Linked DNA regions of Sus scrofa: region 1 is linked to region 2. The links are chromatin contacts, called in public HiChIP or PLAC-seq maps. All regions are on one chromosome and are shown on one strand. The core of a region is the stretch at or near the end of the contact, and the rest is flanking DNA. Distances in the headings are between cores, read along the strand shown.

Evidence for each region. HiChIP or PLAC-seq counts read pairs in DNA pulled down with a chosen protein or histone mark.
Region 1: an H3K27ac HiChIP or PLAC-seq map of alveolar macrophages shows a contact between it and region 2. The contact joins the enhancer-like site here to the promoter of FAM107B in region 2. A contact is called at or near these places in 2 of 5 promoter capture datasets (fetal liver and liver), 4 of 47 Hi-C or Micro-C datasets (brain, embryonic fibroblasts, fetal liver and 1 more) and 1 of 2 datasets of contacts at active chromatin or transcription factors (alveolar macrophages).

The regions. Positions count from the first base shown.
Region 1 is chr10:47,193,434-47,199,344 of Sscrofa11.1, forward strand. All of the region lies in intron 1 of FAM107B (protein FAM107B), which reads left to right. Among named protein-coding and RNA genes, the nearest start is that of FAM107B, 56 kb to the left of the region's middle. Within about 2 kb of position 2,503, at least 15 of the 83 cell types and tissues checked have an H3K27ac peak or open chromatin away from gene starts, as enhancers often do. A contact at or near this core is called in alveolar macrophages and omental adipose tissue, where this site is marked.
Region 2 is chr10:47,138,488-47,144,560 of Sscrofa11.1, forward strand. FAM107B (protein FAM107B) reads left to right here and starts at 2,289. Exons shown (of 4, transcript XM_021064842.1): 1 at 2,289-2,499.

The sequences.
Region 1 (5,911 bases), core at 1,253-3,752, 55 kb after region 2:
AGTTTGACATTTGTAAGATTATAAACTACAGGAAGGAGGTTTTGTTCTTTGAATTGCCTTGAAAACTTTTGAAGAGAATTATCTCATTGTTCATGGCCCTTTGACTACATTTTACTTTTGAATACTAATTTTAAATAAGTAAAACTATCCTGTCTTAATTAAGCTTTTCAGATTTTTTTTTTTTTTTTAAGGCATAAGGGAAGTAGTTAGCTATCATGATAAATCTGCAGTTTCTTGTTAGAGAATTATTTTCTAACTGTTCTTCCGGAAGCAATTAATGATTTCCTTTATAACCAGCTGTGAGGAGAGGACAACTTTTCATTGTGAATGTGTTGACATGTCCTTTGTCCTTGGCCTTTTCATTTAATTAAATTAACCAGTAGCTCCTCTTGTGTGTGGAGTTGAAAACAGACAGTGTTCTCAACTTTTGGACAAGAGCTGTGAGAGAAGTCAGAAGCTGATGATGGGAAGTTTCTGGATGCCGAGTTCTTGAGTAATGAATCCTATTGCAGCAAAAGAAGTGAAACCATTTCAAACTTAGGTAACTTGAGCAAGCAAGAGCAGCAGCGTTCTCCATTTCGGATGGAACTGGGGTCGGGCAGGGCATTCGCTGTTACCAGCCCATCCTGTTCTTTTACTTAATCCGTATTGCTACTGTTGATGTGTCAAGACTTGGGGAAAACATAGAACAAATAGTATTTTTGGTTAGCAACAGGGTTTGCTGGAGATGCCAGAGTGAGTAGCCTGATGGAGGTACTGAGGGCAAAAGGCCTAATTCCTGTTGGCTGGAGACCTGGGTGCTGTCAACACAGTGATAAGTGGTTTGAGTTCTACATACGTGGATGGCTGGAGGAACCAGCGATGGTTAAGGCTTTCTTTTAAGAAAGGAAGAATTTCCTTGAGGATCTAGGCTACCAAGTAAACATGAGAGTACTGCAGGCATCATAAATTGTGCTTAAAACACATAAGCATCCTTAAAACCTCTTGTTTGAATGAGGAGGAAAACTTTTATTTCGCTTCTGTAGGATCTGGATTATGGAGGATGTATCTCTTCATCACTCAAGTGATTCTCTCAGGCTTCTGTGGGAATATGTAAATTTTTGAAACCTTGATTATTTTCCAATTAACAGTGAGCTCCCTCCCATTTCAGTGATGATGAAAGCTCCGATGCTTTTCAGGCCTTGTGGCACCTGACACCTGCTGGTTGAAAAGCAGGTACCTTGTTTCTAGGTTTTTTGTTTTTTCTCTGTTCCTTGTTTGCCACATAGGTTGCTGTCATTTTCCCCCGATTCTTATTTCGAGTTTTCCTCCACCTGTGACTGTACCTGGAGAAACTCAGGGCTCTTTTTTGTTTTCCTGGGACTGCAAGACAGCCTGTGGGAAAAGTGAAGGCTTGGTGTCTTAGATTGACAAGCCTCTGGAGGGAACTGAATGCATGTGTGGGGTTCAAGCAGAAAAAGGGAAGAGTCAGTTTAGTTGACTCCCCAACGCAGAGCCCACACCTCCTACAAATGTGTATACGTTTGAACTTTTGCCAAAAATCCCCTTAGTTTACAAAGGGAGCTTTTTGTGTACAAGGGAAAGCTCAAGGCTGAAAGGGTTTCCATTAAAAAGTCCCTGGTCTTTGTTGCTTGTGTTGCTTTCGTTCCTGATGCTGTGAGCACTGAATATGTTTCAGAAATTAGCATTGCTCTAGTTTCCCTTTCAGCTCTGAAGCCTAGGTGGGGAGCAGTTGGCCTCACCCCGAGGAGCCCCAGGAGCCCCTTGGAGGGAGGTTGGCGTGCCTTTGAGGACAGTTGAATTGAGGATGTGTCCTAGCGGCTCGGGCTGCTATATCAAACTATCATAGACTTGGGTGGGTTAAACAACAGAGGTTCATTTCTCACGGTTCCCTTATTGGAAGTCTGAGATGAGGGTGCTGGCTGAGTGGATTCCTGGGGAAGAGGCTCTTCTTGGCTTAGGGACAGCAGCCTTCTTACTGTGTCCTTGTGTGGTGGCGGGGGTGGGGAGCGCCAGCTCTGCTGTTTCTTCCTTCTAAAGGACACTAATCCCATCCTGGGGGCCCCACCCTCATGACCTGGTCTAATCCTAGCCATTTCACAAAGGGCCCACCCACCTCCACGTACTGTCACATTGGGGGATGGGGCTTCAACCTACAGAGTTTGGGAGGACACATTCCACCCACAACAGTCTGTGTGTGGCAGAGTGACGATCTCCCTAACAGCCACTGGCCCACCCCGATGCTGCGTCCACCCTTTCCCAGAATCCTTTGTTGGTCTGGTGATAACATGACACAGCTCTGCCCAATGAGGTGTGGGAAGGGGGCTTCTGGGCGTGGCCTCCCTTCCTGGTAAAGAGACCTGGGTGGGCAGGGGCGGGGACGGGAGATGCTTTCCTCGTCTGCCTTTCCTCTTGGAGGTGCTGGGGCTGCTGAGGCCGAGCATTGAGAAAGCCTGCTGATCCCTAACGCAGCCTTGCACAGCCTGACACCACCCTCGTGTGAGAGGTGACAGTGAGCCCTCGTGGTTGCAGCTGCTTTTAGGCACGGGTTTCCTGGGGCCAGAGCGTCCTCCCTGATGGAGTCACAGGGCAGAACATTCACCTTTGGTAGCAGGAAGGAGGAGCAATCAGAGGAAGACCTTATGCCTGAGACCAGCCAGGCTTCCCACCTTCAAAGTGTACATGTCACACGCTGGGTGGCGGGCCTGTCCTCTCCACCAGCCCAAGTCCTGTGCGACAAGGGAGCACATCTCCCTTCTCCCTAGCACTTTAGGGTCTAACCCAAGGCTCGCACGTAGGAAGGACACTCTTCATTAAGGGATGGACACTCCTGGTTCTGGTCGGTCTGACAATAGTTGGCTTCATAATGCTGTCTTGATTCTAGTGTTCTCCTTACTGGCTGTTTGTTGTTCAGGGAAAGTCCCCAGAGTCTCCAGAAGAGGGATAAGTGGGAATAACAGACTTGAATTCGGGGGACTTGGGCCGTGCCAGTAGCTGCTCTCTGGGGTTTAGTTAGAGCCAGACAATCCCCAGACACCAGGATGGGCACGTGTCCCAATCCTCATGACAGTTTCTCACTGTGGAAGCAGAAGCCAAGTAAGAGTCAACTCATGTTCTTGTAATTATGAAACATGTTCACCATTCAGAAAAACACCATCGTGTCTGTCACGAAGACCTCTTTCAGAGTTGAAAATGACGTTTTCCAGACAAATTCTGACTGTGCCCTATTTCAGGAGTGAAATAGTTAAGTGAGTGAGAGTCAGAGCACCTTTTTTTTTTTCATAGAAATAACCCAATTTGGCCCATAGTATGGCTGAGATATAGCACATGTGAGATGAAAAGTTGTAAAATGTAGGATATCTGGCTGTCATTTTACCAGTAGGGGAAGCAGACCCAGGGAAGTTATGAGTCAGGATTTAGGTTTGGGGACCTTTTCTTTCCTTTTGTTTTTTTTTTGCTTTTTAGGGCTGTATCCATGGCATACAGAAGTTCCCAGGCTAGGGGTCTAATCGGAGCTACAGCTGCCAGCCTACACCACAGCCACAGCAATGCAGGGTCCAAGCTGTATATTCGACCTATACCACAACTCACAGCAACCCTGGATCCTTAATCCACTGAGCGAGGCCAGGGATCAAACCTATATCCTCATGGATGCTAGTCAGGTTCATTTTCCCTGAGCCGCAGTGGGAACTCCTGGGGACCTTTTTTTTTGAGGTTCTTTTTTCTCTACCTCATCTTGCTAGTGACTTATTAAGACAAAAGAGCCTTGAATCTCATTAGTCAGCAGCCACCAGGGAGGGATGTATAATTGTAGAGATTTGGTTCATTGAGCTTCTGCAGGAGGGCCAGTGGAACCTGGAAGAACATTGGGATTCTCTTGGAAAAGCAGAGTTGGGTTTGCACTTGAAGGTGGGGTGAGAGAGATGGGGCCAGACCTGGGGTGGATGTGATCAAGAAGCGGGCACAACCCAGTGATCGGGTATCTTAATTTTTATTAAGGGAGGTGGAACTTCAAGTGGGGTTAGAGTGTCACTTGGTGAAGAATCAGCAGTCACAGGTTAGTGAGAAAAAGGGAACGTCCGTTCATTTTTGTGAGGCACGGGCAGGCTCAGAGTCTGGATCCAGTGCTGAGCTTTTCTGTCCTGATGGCATAGTGGGGTCGGTTGTCAGGAAGACCTGTCTCTACTTCTCTACTGTGAGCAGGACTGGTTTTCACTTTTCCAATAGTTTCTTTGATTTAATCCTGAATACTCATGCTTGAGGAGGTCTTAATAGGAAAACAGTGAGATGGTAAAGGGAGAGTTTTTAGAGCATGGCTGAAGTCGCTGTGAGCAGTCACTGCTTTTTTGTTTTTTTTGTTTTTTTGAGGTTTTTTTTTTTTGCCATTTCTTGGGCTGCTCCCGCGGCATATGGAGGTTCCCAGGCTAGGGGTTAAATTGGAGCTGTAGCCACCGGCCTACGCCACAGCCATAGCAACGCAGGATCCGAGCCGCATCTGTGACCTACACCACAGCTCACGGCAATGCCGGATCCTTAACCCACTGAGCAAGGCCAGGAATCAAACCTGCAACCTCATGGTTCCTAGTCGGATTTGTTAACCACTGCGCCACGATGGGAACATCAGTCACTGGTTTTTAACATTGTAGTTGCTGGAGTTCCGGTCGTGGCGCAGTGGTTAATGAATCCGACTAGGAACCATGAGGTTGCGGGTTCAGTCCCTGCCCTTGCTCAGTGGGTTGACAATCCGGCATTGCCGTGAGCTGTGGTAGGTTGCAGATGCGGCTCGGATCCTGCATTGCTGTGGCTCTGGCGTGGGCCAGTGGCTGCAGCTCTGATTAGACCCCTAGCCTGGGAACCTCCATACGCTGCAGGAGCTGCCCAAGAAATGGCAAAAAGACAAAAAAAAAAAATTGTAGTTGTTCAAGGTTAGTATCTCAGGTTTAAAGAAAAAGACGGGGAGTTCCCGCTGTGGTGCAATGGGATCTGTGGCATCTTGGGAGCGCTGGGATGCAGGTTCCATCCCTGGCTGACTCAGTGGGTTGGGGGTCCAGCATTGCTGTAGCTGCAGCTAGGTTGCAACTTCTGTTCAGATCTGATTCCTGGCTTGGGAACTCCATATGCCACAGAGCAGCCAAGAAAGAAAAAAAAAAAAAAAGCAAATGAGTAGCCTTCTCTATGCCCTAAGAGGCATTTTTTTTTTAATCATCACAGTGACTTTGTACTTTTCTGGAATTTGGCAGGCTGTAGAAGCAGATGGAAGCTGGATGCTGTTATTGAAGGATACTTATAATTTAAGCACATTATCGTCTTCAACGATGCCATCTAGTCATTGATCAAGGGTAATGCTAACAGCGGCGTTAGTGCCAGTGCCAAAAACACCCCCCCAAAAGAGTAGGAAATGTAGAACATGAATTTAGGAATTCGATATAGTTCGGTATAAGAGTCAGAAGTGAGAGAGACAGGAAGGCCTCGAGGAGTGAGGGCCGGAGGCAGACCCTGGTGTTAGAGCAGGTTCGCCCACTTTCTCCGTGAATTCAGCCGTCTCATCTTCCTGGGCCTCAATCGCCTCCTCTCTGATGCTGAGGAATTTGAGCAAATGGTCTCTGTGTGCTTAAGTGTCTCTGATTAAGTCCTCCTGAAGATAGTCGTCTTTTCTGAAAATATTTATTTGGTTTCCCAGTTGGACCGGGTCATGCCTTTTATGGAATTAATATTCCCCTCTTGAAGACAGGAACATTTGAGGGCTTTGAAAGCTAGTCCAGCAGGAAGTTTTTTCTGGTCTGTGTCGTTTCCTTCCTCTCAGGGGTGCCTGGGCCTCAACCCACCATCTTCCCATCCAGCTCCTTTGTAGTTTCCTGAAATGAATGACTGAGGTTTTCTGCCTCAGAAAATCACATACGGTAAACGCACC
Region 2 (6,073 bases), core at 1,039-3,538:
ATTTGGGGAAGACACAGTTTCGTCCCTAATATTTCCTATATGCCAGACACTAGGTTAAACAGGAGGATGGAAAGATGTATATATATCAAGTATAAACTCTGCTCAAGGAGGGCATATATTTATGATCCAGGGCATGCATTACAAGGCCATGCCAGGTATGGGAGGGGCAGAAAAGGTCAATTCCATGTGAACAGGTCAGGAAGTCTTCTCAGAAGAACTTGGGTCTCAGAGAGGAGAGGAGCTCTTGGGAGTTTGGGGGAGGCAGGTGTGTTAGGCAGAGGGGAGTTGTGTGTTAAAGCCTAACTGATGACAGATTCCTTCATCTAGTCTTCATATTCAAAAAAACAGGGCCAGTTAGCAAATACAGCACTCTGGCTGAGTGGAGCCAAGTGTGTTTGTTTGGGGGATGTAGCAAGAGCACAGGGAAGTTGTCAAGGCGGTATCAGGAAGCATGCTGCTCAATGGGGTACTGTAGGAAGGAGCTTGAACTTGTGTACTGGAGTTTCCTCTGTGGTGCAGTGGGATTAGTGAAAATCCTGGGATATGGATTCCATCCCAGGACTGGCACAGTGGGTAAAGGATCCCCCGTTGCCACAAGTGCAGCTTAGTTTGCAAATGGCTTGGATTTGATTCCTGGCCCAGGAACTCCATGTGGCCAACCACCTCACCCCCAAACTTGCGTGCTGCTCTATGGGGTACTGTAGGAGTGAGCTTGAACTTGCATGCCGGTCTATGGGGTACTGTAGGAAGGAGCTTGAACTTGGTCATGTAGTAGGACTTGGACTTGGGCACGCATTAAAGGGTTTTAAGAACAGATTTGCATTTGGGAAATTCACGGGGGAAGCAGTTTGGAGGAAAAGCATTTGTGAGATTGAAGGCTAGGAACAGTTGGGAGGCTACTGCTAGAGTGCAGTGGTAGACCCTAAAGGGCAACTGTGGCAGAGCTGGGGGGATGGGGGTGTGGGGCAGGGGTGGGGGTGGCTATGGAGGCATCACCTAGTATGTGCAGGACTTGAAATTGACTCTCATGTGGAGAGTGGGGAGAAAATCTAGGTTGGATCCCAGGTTCTGGTTTTGGTAGCTGGTGGACCCATTGTCAAGAATAGAAACAACACAACTCAGAATGGGAGAGAAGTAAGACTTGTGGGAAACTTGTGGATAAAGTTCATACAGGTGCGTTTCTTGGGCTGGGAGGGAACTCCTCTTTCTAAATCCTGTGGCAGGTGACCCCACTCCTCAGTGGGCTTCAGGCCTGGGGATGACCAGGGTCTTAAAGTGCTGTGGCCTGAAAGCATCTTTGGACTAAGTCATTTGTTTGCTGAAATTCATAATTGATAGGACTTTTCTGTGTGATCATGACCCAAGCTGTTTCAGTCAGAAAAGCTTCCCCATAAATCAGCCCTTATTCATCTGTTGCCAAGAAAATTAAAAAGCTTTTGATCTAAAAATCCATTACCTGCTGTCTTTACTGTTTGTGACTTTGAAACAGATATCTCTCATTTTTGTACCTGCTGTGATTCGGGTAGATTGTAATCTAAGAATCTTAGGGTTGGGCAGAGAAGCCATTTGCTGTAAGAGCGCTGAGAAAAACGAATATCAGAGGGGGAAAAAAAAGAGGTAAAACAAACCCTTTTCTCCTTTTGCACAAGTTTAAATCTCCAATTACCCTTTGATGAGCGGGGGAGGGGGAAGAATCTGAGCAAATTCCTCTGTCACTGGGTTTCAGGCTATGGTTTGACAGTAAATGTGAACCATTTCAACAAATTTGATGCGTCTCCTCCTCATTCCCTTTGAGTTTGCTTCGGTCACGTCTTGGCAGAATTTAAATGGGGACAGCCTCTCTGAATGTTACAGGCGCGGAGTGGAGGTGGAGACCAGACACCCACCAGCCAAACGCTCCCGCGAACTCGTGTGTGTGTGTGTGTGTGTGTGTGAGAGAGAGAGAGAGAGAGAGAGAGAGAGAGAGACAGAGACAGACAGAGAGAGAGATCTTTAATCGTGGGTCCCGCAAACGCGTGCCTGCCGCCTTTAATTTCCCATTTCGCTCTCACTCATCCGGTGACACTCAGCTGTTGTTGTTGTTGTTGTTTTTTTCCCTTCCAATATTCCCTCTCCTGGGAGAGTTTCCGAAGCCAACCAGCCTAAAACCAGATAAGGAAAACCTCCCGGAACCTAATCCGCGAGACTCTCCCAGCACAGTCCCCCCGAGGCCCGGGTCCCGAGCACCGAGCTTCAGCCAGCGCGGCGGGGCGTGTCCGGGGCGTGTCCGAGGGCGTGTCATCAGCAGACTCGCCCCACCCTCTCCCCGCCCCGTCGCTTAATTCGGACGCGCGGGGCCGCCGGGTGTGAAAGAGCCGCCCTGCGCCGGACTGGCAGTCGCCGACGCCGTTTGAGCCGCCGCCCGCGCCGCCTCCGTCCGCCTATAGCCGCCGGGCGCCTCCGTGGACGCCCGGAGCGAGCGCCGGGAAGGGCGCCGCGCGCCTTTGTGCGCGCGCAGAGGTGGGTTTGCCTCCCGCACTTACTTTGCACACAAAGACTAGGAGCTCGGGGGAGGCGGGGTGCCCGCCGGGGCCACTGCGCGGCCGCCCGCCCTGCCTCGACTCCCGACCTGAGGGTCTCCGGGGCAGGAAGGGTCGCCGGGCTGCCCCTCCCGGCCTGCCCTGGGGCGGGAGGGTCCCTGTACGCGCGCGAGGACTGCACGCCGGGCGGTGGGCGTGCGAGGAGCCCGGGGCCACCCAGCGCCGTACCGGGGGCGGACGCGGGGCGCGGGCCCGGGGCGTGGCGGGGGGTCACGCGCAGTGGTTCTGGGAGCCCCGGGGTGCGGGGTAGCCGGGGGACGCCGCGAGGGAGGCGAGCCCCGGCGGCCACACTGCTCGGCTTATTGTTGCTTTCTCGGCCCTGAAAATGGAGAGACCCTGCCTGGAGCGGGGATGCGCTGCCCACCCGGTGCGCCGCACACGGCCAGATGCCGAGCCCTGGGCGCTGGGTTCGCCCCTCGCTGCCCGGGCGCAGCCGAGCCTCCGCCTGGGCAAACAAAGGAGGGGCTGCGGGGGGCCGGTTTGCCCCGCTGGTTTAAAGGTGACCCGGGCACTGTTTCCAAACAGTCTGCAAGTAACTTTTCCGTATTTGCTTCCTCTCCGCTTTTGCTCCTCCAGTGAACCCACTAAGTTGGGTGGACTCTGCACCCAAGTCCTAAAATTTTGATTCTCCTAACTTCTCTCCAAACATCTTCAGGTTCCTCACGGACGACGCGGATGCGTCGGGCCAGGTTTTGACAGGCTGTGTAGGGGATGGTAGCAGTCCCTCTGAAATGTGAAAAGGAATCCCGTTGAGGATAAATTACAGATCTTAGTCTCTGCAGCAAATCAAGATACCATACCCTCTCAGTGACCATAAAGCAAAGTTATTTGATTAAAGTGGGTGTGATATTAAAATAAATACAGAAAACGGGGGTGAGGCCTGTTAGACTTGCTAACAGGTTCTTGGTTTCTCCTCCGGACTCGTTCCCCCTCCAGCACTTTGGAGATTTTAGCTGTCCAAGTTGCCTTAAGTTGAAATAGTATCTGGAATTCCTGTCTAGAGATTTCTTAGTGCTGGTAGTTTCCAGTTTAAAACTTTTAAGTATAAAATTATATATGTTTATTAAAAATTTCCAAAGAAATATAGGAGGAAAAAGTCACTCAAATACTCAACCACCCAAACATACCCTGAGGATAAAGGCATCTTTGCTTCATTTATGGCGTGACAGCCGTTGTGAATGTGTGTGTGTGTGTGTGCGTGTGTGAATAAATGAGAGTTACTGATTATTAATCTTTATCACTCACATCAATCTAATTTATGATCTCTAATAGCCATAGTCTTCAACAGTGGCTTGCCAACAAGTTGTTTGAAATATATTTCCTTGTAGCCTGGCAAATAACCACCTGTACAGAAGGGGGAGGGAAGAAGTAGAAAAAACAATGCAAGTTCCACTTAAAATGGAAGAATGTAATACGACAGAAACATTGAAAATAATATTCTTTGGATTTTAGGAGTGGTTTGGGGTTGACTTTTTAAAATTTAATTTCTTTTATTTTTTAAAATGTTTTTAAATTATAGTTGATTTACCGTGTTTCTTCAATTTGTTGTACAGCAAACTGAACCAGTCATATACAAATCCCTCTGCTGTACAGCAGGAGTCCATTGCCTCTCCATTCCAGAGGTAACAGTTTGCATCCACCAACTCCAAACTCCCTGTGTGTCCCACTCCTTCCCACCCCTGAGTTTTTTTAAAAATAAAGGTAAGCCTTTCAGCTTTAAAATTATTTAAAATAGAATGGTATTCTGAGATTCTTGAGAATTATACCATGGAAAGGAGCTCTTTTCATAGAACAAGGCATAGCAGTGGTTTTGTAGGTGGTGACATGATTGCTTCTAAAAGACCTTGCATTGAGAAAGTAAAATAAGAAGGGTTTTCCTATGAGTAGTGGGTAGTTTTGAGGGTGTGTATTCGGTGAAAAACAAAAACAGAGAACACTTTGCTCAACCCGACATTGGGCCCCTGACGGCTTCTGTCATCACATTTATCTTCCACTTGTAAAATTGACCAACGTTGAATTTCTCCTGTTTGCAAAGTCACAAAGAGGCCTTGGAGACAAGTGTTTAGAACTTCTAGATTGAGCATTAGAATGATGCAATACTTTTTGAAGTTAGAAGATTTTGCAAGAAGGAAGTTGTGGTTGTGTGCTGTCAGGTGCAGTCTTTGTTCCTGTTTCTAACGGGGCTCCTTAATCTGCATGCGTGCTTGGTGGGGATGTGTGTGTATTACAGTTGGCCCTCAAATTTCGTATCCGTATAATCAACCAATACAGGATCAAATCTGCAGGTGCCAAACCCGTGGATACAGAGGACCGACTGTGTTCATCGAACTGCATCCTTTTAGACCAGGGATTTGAGCATCCTTGGATTTTGGTATCTGCAGGGGTACCCTGTGGAAATGGAGGATCAGTGGCTGTGAGCAGTATGTAATCTGCTATAATAATGGTACCTTTCTCCATACAGATGTCAATAGGTGCTAAAAGGGGGGTGTGAAAATCTCTAAATCTTATTTTTCAATCCTCCTGTGGCCTCGAACAGTCTAAGCAGCATAGCCAAGCTGGTTAGAGTTGAGTCGCTTTGCTCCTCAAAGTCTTGTTGCCTTGTAGGTAGGAGAGAAAAATTGGGGAGTGGCCCAGGGCTCTGGACTTGCTCTGGCTAGTTGTGATGGCCAGCTGCCGTTCCATTCCTAGGATGTTTAAAGAGTAGACTTGGTTTGTGTGTGAGAAGTGCTATGGGAAATCCCGTCCTTAAACTGTATGTTGCTGTCATTCATTCATTTTTCATTCATTCATTTTTTTGTCTCTCTCTTTTTTTTTTTTTTTTTTTTTTTTTGCCTTTTCTAGGGGCGCTCCCGTGGCATATGGAGGTTCCCAGCCTAGGGATCGAATCAGAGCTGTAGCTGCTGGCCTCCACCACAGCCACAGCAGCCAGGATCCGAGCCGTGTCGCGACCTACACCACTGCTCACGGTAACGCCAGATCCTTAACCCACTGAGCAAGGCCAGGGATCAAACCCACGACCTCATGGTTCCTAGTTGGATTTGCTAACCACTGAGCCACAACAGGAACTCCTTTGGTTTCTTCATTGTTTAAAATGTCCAAGTAAATGTGGAAAAGACTTTTACTGATTTTTGAGGAGTGTGGCTGAGGAGGTGGAAAACTTTTCTCTGCAAAGAGGGAGGCTTCATATCATTATGTCCCACCTGCCCCCTCCATCCAGAATTCTCTGTGCAAATGTTCGGAAAAAGTGGGCCAGGAAATTTGGTTGGGTGAGATCTCGAATGGAGGCATTTTTAGAAGTCCCCAGATATCTGGAGGAGATAATGACTTGTGAGCCTTCCTCTTCTTTGTCTTTTAGGGCTACAGCTGCAGCACCTGGAAGTTCCCAGGCTAGGGATCGAATTAGAGCTGTAGCTGCCGGCCTATACCATACGCCACAGCCGCAGCAGCGCCAGATCTGAGCCGTGTCTGCCTGGATCCTTAACCCACGATCAAAG